Linked DNA regions of Oryctolagus cuniculus: region 2 is linked to region 1. A link is a contact called in public Hi-C data. All regions are on one chromosome and are shown on one strand. The core of a region is the stretch at or near the end of the contact, and the rest is flanking DNA. Distances in the headings are between cores, read along the strand shown. Region 1 has its middle 61 kb from the start of PLCL2. Region 2 holds the start of PLCL2 (phospholipase C like 2).

The links. Hi-C and Micro-C count contacts between places; a contact is called where the count stands out from the background.
Region 2: a Hi-C map of psoas muscle shows a contact between it and region 1, with 6 times the contacts expected there. The contact joins the promoter of PLCL2 here to the enhancer-like site in region 1. A contact is called at or near these places in 3 of 6 Hi-C or Micro-C datasets (psoas muscle, skin fibroblasts and an unstated tissue).

Annotation. Positions count from the first base shown.
Region 1 is chr4:152,398,355-152,404,245 of mOryCun1.1, reverse strand. No RefSeq gene overlaps it. Among named protein-coding and RNA genes, the nearest start is that of PLCL2, 61 kb to the left of the region's middle. Within about 2 kb of position 2,320, at least 1 of the 8 cell types and tissues checked has an H3K27ac peak or open chromatin away from gene starts, as enhancers often do.
Region 2 is chr4:152,459,255-152,465,145 of mOryCun1.1, reverse strand. It overlaps PLCL2 (phospholipase C like 2), which reads right to left and starts at 3,334. Exons shown (of 6, transcript XM_008266046.4): 1 at 2,861-3,334. The coding sequence starts at 3,205.

The sequences.
Region 1 (5,891 bases), core at 1,071-3,570:
CCTGGCACAAGCTAAGGGGCTAAGCTAGGACTCAATCCTGGGCATCACGTGCCCTGGAATGGATGCCACCAATCATCTAACTTCCTTTAGACAGAGTGTTCCGGAATATCCAAAGTCTACATTCTGAGAGTCTTAAATGAAATATTTATGAGCCAGGCAACTTAGTGGGTTTTATTTCCAAAGTAAAAAGAAGAGGAGCCCTGGCGGGAAGGACAGAGGCTCCTGGCACATCGCCTGCCTGGCCCCTTTGCTTCTGTGGGAAACTGAGGCCAAGGGCCACCCGCCTCCCAAAGAGGTGTTTATCCCTCCCGTGACTCGATGTCCCCGCCACAGAAGAGAAGCACTGCAAGCCCTCTCCAGTGGCGGTGGAGACGCTGGGCTCTGTCGAGGACTGTTCTGTAGAGATTGCATAGCATCTGTCAGCGACATAATGTCTGCTGATTAATGATGGTTGAAATTATTGTGAAAGTAACTTGCAAGCACAAAACAGGATGTGCATAGATCTTACCAAGAGTTCTATCAATCCCAGCAAAATTTTAACCACCAAAGGAGGCATTTTCTCACTAGTCCCTCAATCCTCCCAAGTGCCTAGCATTCATTCAGTGGCATCACCTATAATCCACCATTTAAAAACAGTGACTTGGAGCTGCGTTGTGGTACAGCAGGTTAAGCCACCACCTGGGATGCCAGCATCCCACATGAGGGCCAGTTCAAGTGCTGGCTGGGAAAGCAGCAGAAGATGGCCCAAGTGCTCGGACCCCTGCGCCCGCATGGGAGACCCAGATGGAGCTCCAGGCTCCTGCTTTGACCTTGCCCAGCCCCAGCCAGTGCAGCCATTTGGGGAATGAACCAGTGGAGGGAAGCTCGTTCTCTCTCACTCTGTCTCTCTCTCTCTCTAACTCTGCCTGTCAAACAAATAAATAAATCTTTAAAAAATTTTAAAAAATAATGACTTGAGCTCTATTTTCCCCCAGAAACATATATTTAACTCACACGTAGCCTGATTTCTTTTTGGGAGGTGCAGATCTATGACCCCCTGTGAATTTATATGAGTGGTTAAATGTATATATCTCTCTCTCTTCCAATACTTGAAAGCTATGAAATATACATATATGTGTGTATATGTATATATATATAAAATCTCCCTCTGAGCTACAGAAGTTGTTTTTCTCAGTTATGTTCTGAAAACGTACTCCGTGTTGTTCGTCAGAAAGTGACTGATACTCACACGCCTCTGTCTCAGGACCCCAGATGGGGCAAGGAGGGAGAATGTGTCACAACAGCCCCCATGACTCAGACAGCCCTTTCAGGTTGAGTCTACGCTTGGGAACCAGTTTAACTGGCTGAGGTGTCCAAAACAGTTAGCCAGGTTCGCTCCTGCACAGCAGGTGGACTTCACTCCTTTCCTGAATTAAGCAAACGCCGACAGGGCTATCAGGACTCTGGCATGGCAGATGGCAGCTGCCACACCTTGCCAGTTACCAATCAGCATTCAACAACTGGCCTTGACCCCGGCTTCTGATCATCTGTGGGCTATAAATAGAAACTGCGTGTCAAGAACAGAGAGCAAAGTGCTTGCTACTTAGTGATTCAGGAGATCCATGTGCAAGCAACAGGACCAGCTTTCTGAATTGAGCTAAGTTTCAGGATTACTCGAGAATGGAAAAACAGAAAGTCTAAGAACAAACGATCATTCCAACAGCGAGGTGCCTGCAGCAAGAAGCGATGTGTGCCTTTATGAAGTAAAGTCTAGAATATTTCCAGATCACATACACAGTCATACTGAAAGCATAAAGGATTGGCATTTGAAGTCCTCTGGGTTTAACAGATAACTGTTAACATTTTCTTGAGAAAATAGGAGAGCCTTCCAAAACCCAGTGTCATGCTTTTCCTTTACCAAAAAAAAAATACAGCCAAAAAAAAAAATCACCTGGAAAATCTTAACCCATGGAACAGGTTTCATATCAGAGCTTGAAAATGACAGATGAATATTCTGTTGCCTTGTATCTGGTCTGAAGATTCCTACAAGAAAGCACTGGGCAGAGCATCTCCATGTGTTGTGTGATTAAATATCCACGTTGTCCAAAAACCGAAGTCAGAGGTGGGAAAGCAGCAGCAAATAACCATTTTAGCAGCAGAACCGGGATTGCCTTCGATGTGCTGGGCGAGATGGGAACCACACACTGCAGAAAACACAAACACAACCCAGCAGGAAAGGAAAGGGCAACAGGATGGGGTGCGGGAGAGGAGGGAGGGAGGCGAGCAAGCTGAATGCGAGCTCAGAGACACTTAAATTAAACTGCTCCTGTCGTTACACAGGGTGGTGCTTTTAAAGGTTAAGGCACAAACACAGGCAGGGCCAGGAGCCTCCTCTCGTGTCCCCCGTCACCCAGGACAGCTGGGGATGTCTGTCATTGCTGACAGCTGCGGCGGGGGAGTGTGAGGCAGAACCAGCAACTGAGAGCTTGGCGGGACTCCACGCAGCCAAGGGCGGGGACAGGCCCGCCGCGGGCTGTGCTCCCTCCTCGGCAGCGGGTCCCCCCTCTAAATGCAGGGGACCCTCCTCGAAGCCAAAACCGGCTCTGGGTGCCAGTGGCTCTATTTTCAGTGGTCTGAGTAGTCAAAAGAGCCAAAGCCACGGGGGAGAGAACCCAGTAAAGCTTTGCAACATAGTTTGTATTGGGTTCCTTATCACCCCATCTAAGTAGATGTGTGTGTGGCGGGGCAGGAATCGATCAGAATCCAGGGAACCTGTCAAATGGCTCAAACGAGCTGGTTTCCCCATGCACAGGTGGTGGAGACGTCTCCTGGCCATTCTAAGGCACAGGTGGAATGTTGGGTCCCGTGGCCTGGCTTCCAGGCTGCCCCGTGATTAGACGCTGTCTTCGCCTCTGCAGGATGCTGGGGCAGCAGGCGTGGAGACCACTCCCCAGGGTGGTGGGCCTTTCCCCGATTCCAGGAGAAGTGGTCTCTGTGGTCCAGAGGTACCTCGGCAGTGGAATTTTTTTAAAATATTTATTTATGTGAAAGGCAGAGTTAGAGAAAGAGAGAGATCTTCCATCCACTGTTTTTTCTCCCCAAACATTCACAATGGCCAGGGCCGGGCCAGGCTAAAGACAGGAACCAGGGACTTCATCCGGGTCTCCCGCATGGCTGGCAGGGTCTAAGTACTCGGGCCATCTTCTGCTGCTTTCCCATGAGCATCAGCGTGAAACGGGATTGGAAGCAGAGCAGCAGGGACTCCAACTGGTGCTCCAATACAGGAGACGGGTGTCCAAGGGGCAGATTAACTCATTGCACCCCAAGGCCCACCCCTGAGGTGGGACTTGACAGAGAAAGAATTCATCCATTTTCCTGTTGCTTTTCATTATTCAGTCAAACTCATCTCAATCCAAACTTAGAGGATCTCATTTTCCTGCCCCTCACACAGAGCTCCCTCTTCCAGAAGGCTCTGTATAAGGGACCCCAGCTCCCGGTCACTGTTCATTCACTGAGAATCTGTGAAAACCAATATTATCTCAGCAAGGAAGGTATTTCTCTCACAATCTGGCACTTGAAAAGCAAACCAGGAAGCTGTGATCAACAGTGATTGGCAGAGCGTTCACACTCAGGAGGAGTCCTAGGACTGCGCAGGTGCATCGTGGGAGGGAGACTGGTACAGTCCTGGGGCAGCCTCCTAGGGCTCCACAATTCAGTCTCAAGGCCAGCGCCAGGCATTTTTACTTCCAACCAGAGGTAGAAATTGACAGGTTTCTCAACAAGAACCACAAGCAGGCTAGCAGTAGAGAGAAATTTGGGGAAGGCCTCCTCTCAAAATCGTATCCATCAGGAAATGGGAACCTTTTTTAAAGATCGATTTTATTTGAAACGCAGAGTGACAGAGAAAGAGAGAGACAGAAAGAGAAAGACATCTTGCATCCGCGGGTTCACTCTACAAATGGTGGCAATGGCTAGGGCTGGGTCTCCCACGTGGAAGTCACGGGCCCACGCACTTGGCCCATCTTCCTCTGCCTTCCCAGGTGCATTAGCAGGGAGCTGGACTGGAAGCAGAGCAGTTGGGGCTTGAGCCAGCACTCCGATACGGGATCTGTTGCTGCAAGTGGCAGCTTAATCTGCTGCGCCACGATGCCAGCCCCTGGAAATAGAAACAGGAGTGTCTGGAGGCCCAGGATGGGCACAGGCAGCTCGGTGCTCGGGGGTTTCCTCGAGGGCACTGCTGGGCCAGGAGCCAGGCTCCACCTCTACAGAGGAGAAACATTCCTTAGTCGGGATGACTGCGATGGCCTTCTTGCCTATAATCCAGGCTTTGGGCCGCACACTTTGTTTGCTTCCCTGCAGCTGGGATGCGAGGGCCCTTGGCCTCCGGGCTGCTTATCAAGCAGGACTGTGTGTGCATGGCATCTGTGGTTGCCATTCTAAGCCCCACGGCCATTTTCTACCCATTCCCAGAAACAAAGATCACCGAAACAGGAGACAGATGCCTCGCTCTCACGGCGAGCGGGTGCCCGGGAGGACAGGCAAGTTCCTGGGCCAGACGTGGCATTCCTCTTGTCCCTCTCTGCGGGCTGAAGGCTGAAAACATCAGTGCGGCCGAAACAGCTAACTCCACGGTGCCCTGAGCTTCAGGACTACCAAGCTGTATCAGGCAGGGTTAACCAGACGAACAGAGGGAATGGATGTTCCAGGATTTCTTGCAAAGAACTGGTTTCTGTGATGGTGAGGGCTGAGCAACAAAACCCGCCAGGAAGGGCAGGAGCTGCCGCTGTCATCCACGGCTGGACAAGAAAACTCAGCTCTGCCCTTAAGAAGATTCCAGCCAGTGCCGCGGCTCACTAGGCTAATCCTCCGCCTAGCGGCGCCGGCACACCGGGTTCTAGTCCCGGTCGGGGCGCCGGATTCTGTCCCGGTTGCCCCTCTTCCAGGCCAGCTCTCTGCTATGGCCCAGGAGTGCAGTGGAGGATGGCCCAAGTCCTTGGGCCCTGCACCCCATGGGAGACCAGGAGAAGCACCTGGCTCCTGCCTTCGGATCAGTGCAGTGCGCCGGCTGCAGCGGCCACTGGAGGGTGAACCATCGGCAAAGGAAGACCTTTCTCTCTCTCTCTCTCACTGTCCACTCTGCCTGTCAAAAAAAAAAAAAAAAAAAAAAAAAAAAAAAAAAAAAAAAAGATTCCACTGACTGAGTCAGTCCCAGCCGTATTACTGAGGTTGATCTAACTTAAAGCCAACCGAGGGGCAGGCATTCGGCCTAGTGGTTACCACAAGCACACCCAACCTCACAGTGCCTGGGTTCAGTTTGAGCTTTGGCTCCTGACTCCATCCCAGGAAGCAGTGGTGACAGCTCAAGTAATTAGGTTCCTGGAAGACCTGGATTGAGTTTCCTGCCCCCAGCTTTGGACCCAGCTTGGGCCCTTCTGTTGCAGGCACTTGGGGGTAAAACAGCAGATGGGAGCTCTCTCTCATTATGGACTTTGGTAACATCTACGGAATGTTTTTGTAGTAGCACCTACATTAGCATAGGCCAAAGTAACACGTAACACTGACAATCACAGAGGGACACTGTCTGTATTCCCTATTAAACATTCCCTTACTGAAGAAGCCTCATGGTGTCCCCACTATTTGTTTGCTATTTATTTACTTGAAAGGCGCAATTACAGAGAGAAGGAGAGACAGAGAGAGAGAGAGAGAGCTTTCATCCTCTGGTTCACTCCCCAAATAACCATAATAGCCAAGGCTGGGCTAGGCCAAAGCCAAGAGCTCCCTCCAGGTTTCCTACATGGGTGCAGGGGCCTAAGTATTTGAACCATCTTCCAGCAGGGAGTTGGAGTGGAAGTGGAGCACCTGGGACACGAACCAGCACCCCTATTGGATGCCAGTGTTGCAGGCAGCGGCTT
Region 2 (5,891 bases), core at 2,085-4,584, 60 kb before region 1:
GAGAATTATAACTCTGGTCAGCCCACAGGATGCTTCTGCCTCTGCCCCGCACCTTGGCAATCATGTTTCCTTGCCTACTGTTTCTCTTGGTCAGTCAGTTATTTCTGCCCCCGGCTGCTGGGTGCCCACTGAAGGGGGCTGTGACGCCAGCGATGAGGATGGATGGAAGCTGGGACAGAGGCAGAGCTCAGGAGCCCCACGTCCTGTAAGTACTGGCCTCTCCGCTCAGTGAGCATTTACTCCCTGCTACCCCTCAAGTTCCCATTATCACCCAGCCTACTACTCCGCTGCCACCTCTCCTCGCAGAGCACCCGGCTGCATTCATTCCTCCTATCTAAAAAGTACACAAGGAAACCGAGGCAAGATGTCACTGTTGCCTTTTCACAACTGCTTCTGCTTAAGCTTTTGATTATTTCTTACCAAAAGTGAAATATAATTTCTGCCAGGCACATGACAAAAATATCTGCACAACAGTTCCTTGCTTTACGAAACCTGGTTTTAAAATAAAAGTCCTTTATTTATTAGGATAATGTCTTCATGCAAAAGGCATGCCTTTGGAAAAAAATCACGCTAAATTCCTAAAACCGCAATACTTTAAGACACCAATTCAAGGAGAAATATACCAGGTGATTATCTATTTAAATATAACATCCCCTCTCTCCTGTAACCCAGGCATGATCAACTTTTAACACCACTTCCATAATTTTCAAGAGAATTTCTGAAAACATAAAGTGGAAACAGAGGCAAGAAAAAGCAGCCTGTCAAGTCATCAGAGGAGATCCAAAATGACAGACCAGATTTGAGACTGGTAAATCCAAGACCATGTGTTTTAGAAATCAACAGAATTTAGAGAAAATGTGCTCTTTCTTATCGTGCCTTAATTCACACAATTTATTGAGCCCCTATTACATTCCTGGCACTGTGGATCAAGGGGTTACAATTGTGAAAAAGAAGTCAATTGCCTTCATTAGAAAGAAGAAAAATATCCTTGCAAGTTTCACAATTCAGTGTAAGCATCGAAGGTATTCCCATAACCAGTGATTTCTGGATAATTGATCATTTCCCCCTGGCATGCTGCCAGAGTCTTCAATGAAGAACTGATACCTACCAATACATTCTCCATTCCATGTATTACAAATATTGACAAATACTGACAAATAATCTTCATTATCTCCGATGAGTGTCAAATCAAACAAGGCCGCTGTAAGTCAATGAGTTACACTATGAGTCTCACTATGAACACCAATAAACCTGATTCTGTTTTAAATGCAAAAACAGGTCCTTAAAACAACTGGGGAAGAGGGATAACAGTTAGACGGGGTGGTATCTTCTACAGAATTTTCATCTCAAATTTCATTAACACCACAATACAAAAGCACCACAAATAGTTGGTGACCAATAAATAAACAGAAATGTCACAAAACTGCCTGCCAATAGGATTGATTATCACGCACAGTTAAAAGCAGCTTCCATGGAAACACAAGCTACAAGAGCAAAAGAAAACACAAATCACCAAAAGCTCTGAACGGAGCAGAAACACTTCCCCTGCCTCAGTTGCACTCCGCGCGCTGCAGGTAGTTAAAGCACTTGCTCTCTGAGCCCTTCAGCGGTGCCCTTGCCCAGGCACAAACTGTGCAAACAGATGACAAAGCGAAATGCAGTTTCACAACTGCCTCTTACACAGAGTAGCTAGGCGGCATATTTCACTGGATTACTGCACAAGTTGATAACACCAACACGCATTTTCACGGTTCGAGCAAGACTGCCGTGGGCCAATTAGATTGCACAGCACCAGTGGCAACCCTCCTTGGTGGCATGTTCTGCCCTCTAGCCCTCTGTTATCAGCTACAGGAAGGGTGGGTGCAGCCCTGTCACCCTGCTTTGTTGCTCACTGTCCTGACAACCCCCTGATTTTCAGAAAGCAACATTTTCATAGTTGCTCCAAACTTGAGCAAGCCCAATGGGTTGGTCTTGCCTAAGACTCCGCTCTTCTTAGCCCATCGACTGTTTGCTTTCTTTTCTTTTCTTTTTTCGCTTCATGTCATGAGACATATTTTTACACTGCAGACCCAAAATGTAGTATTAGCATGAAACCACCACAAACTCAGGAGTTCCTAAATATCACTTCTTGAGTTCAAAATGCATGAGACAACCGCTGACTGTCTTCTGCTATATACACCGTGCAAGATACCAAAACCAAGCAAACTGCCCAAAAGAACTTCCACAGAACGGCAGGCCTGCCTGCCTGCTGCAGCAAGAGAAAGATTAAATCGTGCGGAACTGTAATCTCTCAGAGCTTCTGAGCCTAAGAAAGCGGAAATCTGCATTTTACGTTCAGAAACCTACTCCATGTCTGCTATGGGATCCAGTGACCTGAGGTTCTGCACCCTTTCGGGGTAAACCATTTGCAAGAGACCACTAACTGTAATACAGGTCAGAGGAAAGTGATTAAACAATCTCTTTTCATCCCGTCGCCTGGGGTTTTTAAGGAAATGTTTTCACATAATCCTGGTCTGTAAAATACAATAGAAACCTTAGAGCCCAGGCTCCCACTGGAGAGCTTGTCTTGCCGAGGTAGGTACCAGGCCCTAATTCCAGGCCAATCCTGGGAGAGATGACAGCCCCAAGTTCAACTGGGGATGTGTGAACACAGCTCCCCTGCACATTGGAGATCACCTCTCCATTCTTCCCAGATGCCGTCTGCACCCAAGCCTGCTCGCCACGCCAGGAACCCGTGCACCAGGGGTTCCTGCTAGCAGGGGGCGTCCCTTCAACGACCTCCCTTCGCCACCACCAGCCCTCGGGGGTACCAGAGCCCAAGGGCGCCGGGGCGGGCGAGGAGCGCCCCTCTCCCACCTACCTTGATGATGCTGCTCCGGCGAGGCAGGCCGCCCGGCTTGCTCTCCCGGGGGAGGGGACAGGCGGCCGGGCTGGGGGTCGCGGCGAGCGCCACGCCGCGGGGTCCCCCGGCGGGGCTGGCCCGGGCTTCGTCCCCGGCCACGCCGAGGCTGCAGTCTCCGTTGGAAACCCCGCCGCTGTCATAGCGCGCCCGCCCGTGGCCGAGGCGCCCTCCCCCGCCGCCGCCGCCGCCGCCGCCGCCGCCTTCCCCGGCTCCGGCTTTCAGGGCGCCCTTGGCGCCGAGGGCCGGGCCCGGAGAGGTGGGCAGGGCCCCGCCGGCGGCGCCCCCCCGGCCGCACTCCGCCATGGGCGCCCCGCGACCCGCCTCACAAAGCCGCGTCCCCGTCCCCGCGTCCCCGCCGCCGCCGCCGCCGCCGCCGCCGCCGCCGCCTCGGCCGCCGCGCGCGGCCCCTCCTCCTCTCCTCCTCCCGCTGCCGCCGCCGCCTCGGCCGCTTCTTCCGCTTTTTTTTTTTTTTTTTTTTTTTTTTTTAATTTAGATGTGATGTTTGTTTGGAGCTCGCCTTGCCGCACGGGTGAAGTCGTGGCAGCAGAACGGTCGGAAGGTTCCTGCAGGGGAGATGAAAGAGAGAGAGACACGAGTCAGCTCCCGGCACCTGGGGAGAGGAAAAAACACGCCCGACACTCGCGCCGCGCGGCAGGCACCAAAAATACCGCGCGCGGCCGGCCGCCCGCCCCAGGGGCCGCGGCACCCAGCCTGAGGGGACGGGGCGCCCGCATCCGGGGCTCGCGCGCGCTCCCCGGGGCTCGGGGCGCCCACCGCGCGGGAAAAGGGCGCCCACCTCCGATGCCCCGACGTCCCCGGCCGCGCGGAGGCGCCTCCGAGGGTCTAGCAGACGCCAGCTCCCCAGAGGCCACGGCGTGCCGAGCGCGTCACGTACCCCAGGTCGCCCCCCGAGGCCCGCGGCGCGGGGAGGGAGCGCACGGCGGGCAGGGGCTGCCCCGCCGTGACAGCCGCCCGGACCCCCCAGGAGACCCCCACCCCGCCCGCGGCCCTCTCCTCCCGAGCTCTGCGCTGCGCTCTGCAGGCCGCGAGGACCCTCCCGGGCCGCCCGCTGACCCCCCGCGAGCTGCCCGGGGTGCCCGCTCCAGGTCGCCAGTCGTCACGGCTGCGGGTGCTGAGGCCGGGTCGCCAGGCTGGGGGGCACCTCGCTTGCCCAACCGACGGCGGCCGCGGGTCCTCACTACCCCAGCAACCCCGGGGCGGCTGCAACTGCTGATCGCCCACACCGAGCCCCCAGGAGCCTAGGCCTGTGGACGCAAGGGCTTGGCCGCGGCGCTCTCCACGCCCGCCCACGCACGATCGTTCCTCTCCCACCCGACTTGGGGGGAAAGCCGTTCATGGGGGTCAGGCCCATTTCCTGAACTGGAGCTACTTGGCTTCCATTCCCCTGGGCTCCTAAGCCATGGATGGACCCCTGGTGGTTGCGAGGATGCGGGGGCAGGGTAAGGCATGGGGTGGCCTGCGAGCCACGAGGGGATGAGGAGATGGACAGTCTGTCCCTGTCCTCTGGGTCGCCTGCCCTACCCTGAGATTTATCATTGCAGGCGCTGTGTGTTAGTGTCCTCCTGCGGCCACCTCGCCGTCCGCAACCTAGAAAAGGCTCATAGTTTGGGGGGCAGAGTCCTACCATGCATGGCGACAGTCGGCCTCTCCTGTCTCTCCTCTTATCCCCACTTATCAGGGAGAGTGAATGGCCTAGAAATCACAGCGGATCCTGTTGCTCCCCCCATGCAAATAGGCCTCCCCCTGGAAATCTCCACCCCCGGAACCCGCAGGGGCCTAAGCGTCACGGCATGGTACCCAAGGTTTCCGGCCAGGTCCCAACCACTTCTCCATCCCAGGCTCCCTGGGCCACCAGCCTCCTGGGCTTGCTCACCTCCTGCTCTTCTCCAACTAGTGCGCGTCCTCTTCCTGGGATGCACTGTCCCACCCCCCATGGCAGGAGGGAGACACTGGTGTAGCCCACAGCAGCGAAGGAAGACCTTGTTTCACTAACATTGTGTTGGAGCAAACTGCTACACACACACACACACACACACACACACACATGCTGGCCCTGGCCCCCGGCTCCCCAACATCAGATGCTTTCCTGTCGTGGAGGCATTTTAATTCTGCTGATCCTCTCTATTCGTGTTTTAGTAACTCCATCACGCAAGCCTTTAGATATCTCTTGCTAACCTGGGCCTACAAAGTTAACAAATATTTGCACATCTACAGACAACAATTTTTTTTTTTTGACAGGCAGTTAGAGTGAGAGAGACAGAGATAGAGAGAAAGGTCTTCCTGCCATTGGTTCACCCCCCAAATGGCCGCTACGGCTGGTGTGCTGCGCTGATTTGAAGCCAGGAGCCAGGTGCTTCCTCCTGGTCTCCCATGCGGGTGCAGGGCCCAAGCACCTGGGCCATCCTCCACTGCCTTCCCGGGCCACAGCAGAAAGCCGGACTGGAAGGGGAGCAACGGGGACAGAATCCGGCACCCCAACTGGGACTAGAACCCAGGGCGGAGGATTAGCCTAGTGAGCCGCGGCGCCGGCCAACAATGTTTTAATATTTCATTCGGTACCATCCTTTCCCTTCTCCTAGTTTTGTTTCAAAATAGTGTTTTTTTTCCTGTCTTGTGATGGTTTTGCAGAAAAATGTATCCCAATGATTCAAACGCAGCCCTCGATCTGTTTTATCAAATGTATAATCATAATAGCCTGCCAGTCTGCCTTGGAAGAGGAAAGGAAGAAGCTGGGATCTTTATTCTTGACGTTGTCTAATTCTGATATTTTTAATAAGCACCTGCAGATACCTCTGCCGTTTCTGTGAGAGTACCTAATCCAGCCTATGACAGCCATGGCGCCCTTGGCTGACTCTTACTGTGAGTTTCCTGGACAGAGTGGGGGCATACGGAGGTCTCCCAGCAGACCACCATCTAATCCACCGGTGCCCTCCAAAATGAGTGCCTATCCATCTCGCTCTGGGCTCCC